Linked DNA regions of Mus musculus: region 1 is linked to region 2. A link is a contact called in public Hi-C data. All regions are on one chromosome and are shown on one strand. The core of a region is the stretch at or near the end of the contact, and the rest is flanking DNA. Distances in the headings are between cores, read along the strand shown.

Region 1 (4,043 bases), core at 1,493-3,992, 540 kb after region 2:
AAAACATAAGAAAGACCACAGAAAAACCATTCAAATCTCAAGAGGGATTTGAATGCCCAGATCCATGAAGTGCAGAAACTTCTAGACAAGATAAACTCAAAGATTACCCCAAGACATGTTATATATAAGCAAATTAGGTTGGGGTGGGAACCAAAGGCAAAGAGAATTTTGAAACCAACAAGAGACAGACCACTAGCCACATATAAAGTGGGTTCCATGAGGCTATCAGCAAAATTCTCAGCAGATGTGGGGTGGGTCCTGGAAGATTCTGGAAGAAAATAATAATCCTGTTCAGAATGTTATGTCAGCAAAATATCCTTCAGAAATGCAAGAGGTACTTCACCATAAAAACAAAACTTAAATATTTATGGTCGTCAGAGCTGACCTACAAGTCACTCTTCGGGACAAGGTCTCTCACTGAACTTGGAACTCATCAATTCCACTAGGCTTCCTGCCGATGAGCCCGGGGGGTGGGGGGCTCGTATCTCCACTTCCCCATTGCTGGGGTTATAGAGATAAGCTGCCATGCTTGGGTTTACATGGGTCCTAGGGACCTGAACTCGGGTCCTCATGCTTGCAGGACAAGTATTTTATTGGCTGGGCCACTCTCCAGCCATGAAAATTAAAAAGCAAAAACAAAAACAAAACAAAAAAAACCCAAACACTTAGACATCATTCAACTAATAAGTTTCCACAGGGGAAACTGACAACCACGAAGTGTTAGGTGACCCACAGAATGGGAGAAAATGTTTATAAATATAAAATTCCATCATGGCGAGAAAGGCCTGGCAACAGACAAGGAGAGCTTGGAAGCAGGAACAAGACACTGGCTGATGACATTTTCATCCCATACAGGAAGCAGACAGAGAGAACAGGAAGTGGAGCACCACTAAAGGTGGCTCCCCGTGACACACTTCCTCCAGCAAGCCTGAACATCCTAAAGGTTCCATAACCTCCCCAAACAGCTTCACCAACTGGGGACAAAGCATTCAAACACCTGAACCTGTGGGGACGTTTCTCATTCAGACCACCAGATACCATCCCACACCTCCGGATGCTGTTGCCAAGGAGATAAAAGGTAAGAATAGACGGTGAGGTGGAAAAATTAGAACCTTTACACTTTACGGGTATTTAAAGTGCTGTGGTCTCTGCAGGAAACAGAATAGTTTCTTCATACTTTAAAAACAACCTGTGGTGTGACTCAGCAAATCCCACTGCTGGGTTTATACATAACATGTACTACACACCAATATTTGCAACCTACTCCTACTGGCATCAAAGCAGCTGCAGGATGGACCAAGTGTAGGAGCTGCCTGGGTGTTTGTTAGCAGAAGAGTTGATAAAGAAAATAGGGGCCAGTGAAATATCTCAGTAGGTAGTGGTGCTTGTGGCTAATCCCACTGAACTGTTTGAGCCACAGGACTCACATGGAGAAAGGAGAACACCAGTTCCTACAAGTTGTCACCTGACTTTCACATATGTACCACGGGTCACACATGCACACACAACCACACAAATACACACACAAACATACACACACATACACACACACAGACATATGCATACACACTTACACACACTTATACATATATGCATACACATATGAAATAAAAGAGAAAACATGAAATGTACTTTATGTATTACACTGATGGAATAGTCCCATCCATAAGAAAAAGGAAATGTTGCAATTTGTGCAATCAGATGAAAGACGACAGCAAGCCAGACAGAGAGAGACAAACACTGGCCAGTAGGGTGTGGCTTGGTGGTAGAGCACTTGCCTAGTACATGCAATGTTCTAAGTTCTACTATCCTACACACACACACACACACACACACACACACACACACACACACACGTAGGAAGCCAACTCTAAGATGGCGCCGGTTTCCGGTGTGCCGTTGTCATAATCATAAACAACATCAGCGCAGGTGTAAGCCCGAGTCTGGCGCCAACCCCTCTCGAGCGGGTACATGCTAATTAGGTGACAGGAAGGGGTAGGGCAGACTTGCAGGGAGAGGTGAGACTAGGGTTGGAAATCATATTGGTGTCATCTCGTGCCCCTAACAAAGCACAATGACTGAATCCTTTCTGACAGGGCAATCCCAGAATGTACAAAATTAGAGACAATCTGAGGATGTAACAACACAGCCAATTGTTCTGCTGTCCAGCATGGGTGACAACGTCCTGAAGAGTGCCTAACAGACCCCTAACTAGGACAGCACCTCTGGGTGCCTCGGGAACTCAGGCATTTTGATTACCCATGCTAGCATTTATTTGATGTCGTTGGTCTGGCTCAGAGCCCTTTTTATAACAATCTCACAAATCAGGTGTAAAGGAAAGAAAAATAAATAAATAGAAAAGCCACAGCAGGCACCCTCCCGAAGGCAGTGGCATTATTTTATAATGTTTGATTTTGAATTTTTAATGAAGGTAGAAGGAAGATGGACTCTGCATATCAGGGAAGTGAGCAGAAAGAACCTGTTCTGGAATAAACAGGTCAGCTGGAAGGTGGGAGAGGCTTAGGAACCCCCGTAGTCCAGGAGTGCACTTGCACGTAGCTGAACGAGGTTTGGCAGAAAGCCAGCGTTCAGGACAAGTTGGCTTCAAGAGCACAGAAGAAAGACGGGAGCTCCCACGGGTCATTTCTTGCTTGGGCTCCCGAGCCAGGCTCCCCTGCACAGCTCTGCAGCCCCTGCAGCTGCGCAGCTCTGCTCTTCTCTGCAGACACAGGAGGGAGCCATGCTTCTCCGCCACCTGCTGGTTGTTTCCTGAAATGCAGGGTACACCTGGCCATCAGCGGCTTCCTGATCCTTCATAGTCCACCCTATTTCCTCTCTTATCGAAAGCAAAAGGTGGCCCAGACAGCCCTCTCTGCCAGGATATTTCACATCTGGTTCCTCTCTTTCACATGGCATCTAAATCTCTGTGGTTCTGAAATATACACAGAACAGGGAATTGTAAGGTGGGTGGGTGGATAGTATTCTGTGATGTTGACTGCAGGAATTCCTCTTCAAGTTTCTCTCTCTCTCTCTCTCTCTCTCTCTCTCTCTCTCTCTCTCTCTCTCTCTCTCTCTCTCTCTCTCTCCCTCCCTCCCTCCCTCCCTCCCTCCCTCCCTCTCTCCCCACCCCCCTTTTTTGTTTTTTCGAGACAGGGTTTCTCTGTGTAGCCCTGGCTGTCCTGGAACTCACTTTGTAGACCAGGCTGGCCTCGAACTCAGAAATCCGCCTGCCTCTGCCTCCCAAGTGCTGGGATTAAAGGCGTGCGCCACCCTGCTCGGCTCTTTAAATCGTTTTTTTTTTCTTTTGTTTTTTTTTGTTTTTTTTTTTTTCCTTCCTTCCTTTTTAATAGCATGTTACAGTGTGATGTCCCTGCTCAGGGCTACAGTGGGCACTGATCAAATCCTGTCTCCATTTATAAAATTTGACTTTTCTTTTTTGTTTTAATTGTATTCTATTTTATAGGTGCAGTGTGTACAGCATACATGTTCACATATGTGCAGGAACATGTGTATATGGGCACAGGTGCATATGTGTGCACATGCACCTGTGTATGCACATCATGAGCGCATCAGGTGTCTTCCTCAATCACTCTTCACTTTTTGTTTAAGACATATTTTATTTTTAGTTATGAGTATGTGTGTATGGGGGTTGAGCACATGCCTGCAATGCCAGTGGAGGCCCCAGGCATCAGATCTCCTGGAGCTGGAGTTACAGGTAGCTGTGAACTCCTGACGTAGGTGCTGTGAACGTCCTGATGTAGGTGTTGGGAATCAAACTCGGATCCTCTGCAAGAGCAAACAATGCCCTTCATCACATTTTATTTTGAGGCAGTTTTTCCACTCATGCCCAGAGTTGGTCTAGCTAGCCAGGATTACTCCAACGATTCTCTGTTTTCACATTTTATGTGCTGGACTTTAAAAAATTGCCATAATTTCCATGGGTGCTGGGGATTTGAACTCAGGTCCTCTGACCACTAAGGCAAAGTTGCATATAGAATGCAGACAGCACTTTTTTTTTTCTGCATCTGGCTTATTTTATTTAA
Region 2 (4,049 bases), core at 491-2,990:
TGTTAAGGACCAGAATCCTAGTCTTCAAGCTTGCATGGTGAGCACTTTGCCTACTGAGCCCTATTCTCTACCCTAGTCTTCAGATTTTGACCACTGCCAACTCTCTCTGTGCACTGTTTTGGGTGAAGCATCATTTTTTCATTCATGAGTTGCCCGTAGGTAATTAGAGGAGGAGTTTCCAGTTATAGTCTGTGAGTATCTACAAATTTATAAGACTATGCATCTTTTGAAGATGGCTGTACAGACTTTCAGATCCTCAGGCATTCGTGCTATATTCTCTTGTTAAGAACTCAGCTCTCTAGGAGTAACTCTGAAATGTAGCATTAAACATTACCTCGGGACTTTCTAGAAATGTGCATTCTACATGTCCCATCCCCAAGAAATTTGTAGAAATCCTCTGCTGTTACTGTATTTTCTCAAGCAGAACTGTCACTGCCTAGGCCTGTTCTCCCCTCCACCATGGAGGCCAAAGCCTCGATCAGACCAGCAATGGAGCTGAATGTAAGCTCCCTCCATCTCACAAGCCTATGTGATGCTCTGATCCTGCTCTGTCTCATCCGTCAAATGAGCACAGTGCTAATGTCCCCCAGCCCCCACCACTCAGACATCAGGGAAGCCTTCCAGTCTGAAAAGTGGGTGATCTTAGCCGTAGTTCCTTCAGCTGAGATGTACGTCCCCAGTTGCTTTTCCCACCTTTATTATACACTGTTCTGTGACAGACAAGCACAGACTCTAAGGAAAAACAAAAAGCCACACATAGGTGATGGCTTTAGAGGAACCATGCAGGCTTAAAACTGTAGTGCAATTTGTGTGTTTGTTCATGAACAAGTGTGCGGATAAGCTTGCATGAAGAGGCCAGAGGTTGCCCTCAGGTATCTCCCTCAGATAGTCTCCACTGTCAATCCACAGCAGCAGTCTTTCTGAAAGTGGCTGTCAGAGTCCCCTTGCAAGGTTGGCAGGATGTTACCTCATTCTTTTCACCTGAATTATCATAAAGTCTTCTTCCCAAATTTTATACAAAAAACAAGACTAAGTGCATTTTTTTTTGCAGCATGTATTTGAAAATGAATACATGGCTATAGCTTTCTTATTTAGCAGTATTTTTAAGCTGAGGGACCTCAAGGTTCTCATACAGTTCTGCAAGCTTGCCAGATTTTACAGGTTTTATGAGAGGATCCTTGGCTGCGTGTCTGTGGAGACACAAGACAGCCTGGATCTGTCTTCAGATAAGACAACACAGCCGAGGAAGGAACAGAGCGCACAGCCTGCTGAACAGGAAGTCACTGTCTCTCCCTTCCTCATTCAAAACGGGGAGAGGGGAATTCTGCTCCGATGCCAAAGTGCACGCAACGTACCACAGGATGGATGATGTGTCCTAGGTTTTAAATAAATGCCAGGAGGAACTTGTGTGTCACACACACACACACACACACACACACACCTAAAACCAATGTTTTTCCTTGCACTACATGTAAATCCAGAAGCCCAGCTGCATATATCTGGTGTCCTCTCAGAGGAACCTGACCAGCCAGGAGCATCGCTCTGATGCCTCCTGTCTGTCAATTGTTGCCTCTGAGAGGAAGACAGAAGGTGGGGCTACTCAGCAAACGCCACTGTTAATGAGGAGATGTTTTATGACCTGGTGTTCTCAGGGGGGGCTTAGGTTCCAGAGGCCTGTGAAGCTACATGTGTAAGTGTCCCTCCCAAGGGAAGTGAGCAGGCTCTAATTGAGGTATTGACGGTTCTAAATGAAGCATAAACCTGCTAGGAAGATCGAGGAAAAAATGAGTACTGCTGAGCAGTGCATGCTGGGACCCATGCAGCTTTCAGCCACTGTTCATCCATGCATTAGTGAGCTCCAGAACCCCGAGACTTAGGTCACCCCAGACACTTCATCTCAAGCTAAACAGCCAGGGAATTCCTGGGTGAGACACTAGAAACATTGTCCCTCTCGCCTCACTGCTGTGGTCTCCTTCCATAGGAAGGTTAACAGGGCATGAGCCCACACCTACAATCCACATGTAAAAGGCCAGATGTAAGATCCCACACATATAATTCACATATATGATCCCACACATACTAGCCCACACATATGATCCTACATACACAAGACTGGGGCAGGAAAATATGAAACAATACTATTCTCTCTCTCTCTCTCTCTCTCTCTCTCTCTCTCTCTCTGTGTGTGTGTGTGTGTGTGTGTGTTTACATGCTCATATGTGTGGAAGCCATAGAGCAACCTTGGGTGCCATTCCTCCCTCAATAAATAAAGTGGAGAGAGACCTAGAATTGTCAACCTCAGACTTTTACCTCTATGCACACCCATATTTGCATATGTGCACCCATATGTGTACACTAAACACATGAATGTGTATATACAAACATGCACATACATACAGATCAACATCTTTATATCATTAAGTCCATTTGCTGAATTTTATCCTATGAAATTGACTACATGCATGTGCACAGTTTATTCGGAGGGTCATTTCCTATAGCCTGGCAGTGATCACAGGAACCTGAAGCACATACAACACAAGTGTTTATAGATATTTAAAGATGTTGTCTAGACAAGAGAATACTTGTTCAAGAAACACTCAGAACTATATTTAAAACTCATACACATGCCTGTGTGTTTGTGGTAGACCTTACATCACAGGAGAAAGCCTTTCTTCCTGCTTTGTGGGGTGTGCTCACATGATTGTCTTTCTGTGTCCCATTTAAATGGTCAGGCAGGCATGATGCATATGCTTGTCAGCCCAGAGCTGAACAGAGGACTGCTGGGGCTTGATGGCCAGCCAATCTGGTCTAATTACCATCATATCAGCAAGAGAGCTTTCTCAAAGAGTGGAAGTCCTCCTGGAGATGACTTCTGAAGTGTCCTCTGGCCATAAGTTCACATACATATGCACTTACAGTAGACACACACACACTAATAATAATAATAACAAAATAAAACTTTATGATATATCATGTACATGGAATGAAAAAGTACCTGCACACAGAAGAATCAAATTTTATGTCTGTTTATGTTGGCGGGGGAGATGATTCACAGGGAGACTGGCAAAGGGCTTGCACCAAAATGTAAGGGAGCCTGAGCTTGGACTCTAGCACCTATGTGAAAAAGCTAAGTGACATGCAACATGCACTTGTAAGCCCAGTGCTGGGGAAGTAGAGGCAGGGGGGTTCTAAAGGCTCACTGGCCAGCTAGTGTCACTGAACTAATGAATTCCAGATTCACTGAGAGATTCTACCTCATAGAATATGTGGACTAGAACTGAGAAAGTCACTTGACTTTCTCACTCATGTGTGTACATACCCACCCCCATACCAGCACACATACAAGAACATGTAAACATACATGCAAAGTGCTTTTATGAGTTCTATATTTCTTTTCAACACATCTCTTTGTGTATATTCTATATCATACATGAATAAAGAAATAAAATTGAAATATCTTAGAAGAGGGCACACACCACATCCTATTCAATTTCTACATTTTATTCTTTCTGGTTTACCTGAATCCTTTTATAATAAACACATCATTTCTCCAAACAGAAAGAAGAAAAAAAACTATCTTGCTTTTGGGAAGAAAACCAACTAAACCAAAAAACCCGTCAAGCTTAGTGGCTCGTGTGCACGATTCCCTCCTGACAGGAGCTGAGTACTCAGCAGCCCTGAGCCCAAGCTGAATCGGAAGTGTCAGCAAACCCCTGCAGACACAGGGAACTGCAAACTGCTTTTTCTGATGTCAGGACTTCTCCTCAGGGAGCTCACTCTGCTGCATTTGCTCATGGCCAGAAGACTCATCCGGCAGGAGAAAGGTGGGAAAAGGTTCTAGTTCCCCATTTCTTCTCACTGCTTCAGATATCAACCTCATACAGTCAGCCTGACACTGGAGGGGCCTCTAGGAGCAGCATGGCTGACATAGGAAGCATCCTTCTTACTGGAACTAAGTAAAAATCTACAATATAGATAAGCCCAACGATAAGGTCTAAGCTACCGTGACTTCTCTTGGGAGGCTTGGAGAACAAAGGAGCTGGCAGCTA

The links. A called contact is a pair of places that touch in the nucleus more often than the background predicts.
Region 1: a contact with region 2 is called in a Hi-C map of cerebral cortex, with 3 times the contacts expected there. The contact joins two enhancer-like sites. A contact is called at or near these places in 1 of 15 datasets of contacts at CTCF or cohesin (pro-B cells), 3 of 484 Hi-C or Micro-C datasets (cerebral cortex, cortical neurons and embryonic stem cells) and 2 of 115 datasets of contacts at active chromatin or transcription factors (embryonic basal ganglia and forebrain).

The regions. Positions count from the first base shown.
Region 1 is chr16:97,269,724-97,273,766 of GRCm38.p6, forward strand. No RefSeq gene overlaps it. Among named protein-coding and RNA genes, the nearest start is that of Bace2, 85 kb to the right of the region's middle. Within about 2 kb of position 2,743, at least 38 of the 459 cell types and tissues checked have an H3K27ac peak or open chromatin away from gene starts, as enhancers often do. A contact at or near this core is called in cerebral cortex, where this site is marked.
Region 2 is chr16:96,726,796-96,730,844 of GRCm38.p6, forward strand. All of the region lies in intron 11 of Dscam (DS cell adhesion molecule), which reads right to left. It overlaps Gm32509 (a long non-coding RNA gene), which reads left to right. Exons shown (of 3, transcript XR_385103.4): 2 at 3,559-3,824. Among named protein-coding and RNA genes, the nearest start is that of Gm32509, 9.9 kb to the left of the region's middle. Within about 2 kb of position 1,741, at least 16 of the 459 cell types and tissues checked have an H3K27ac peak or open chromatin away from gene starts, as enhancers often do. A contact at or near this core is called in cerebral cortex, where this site is marked.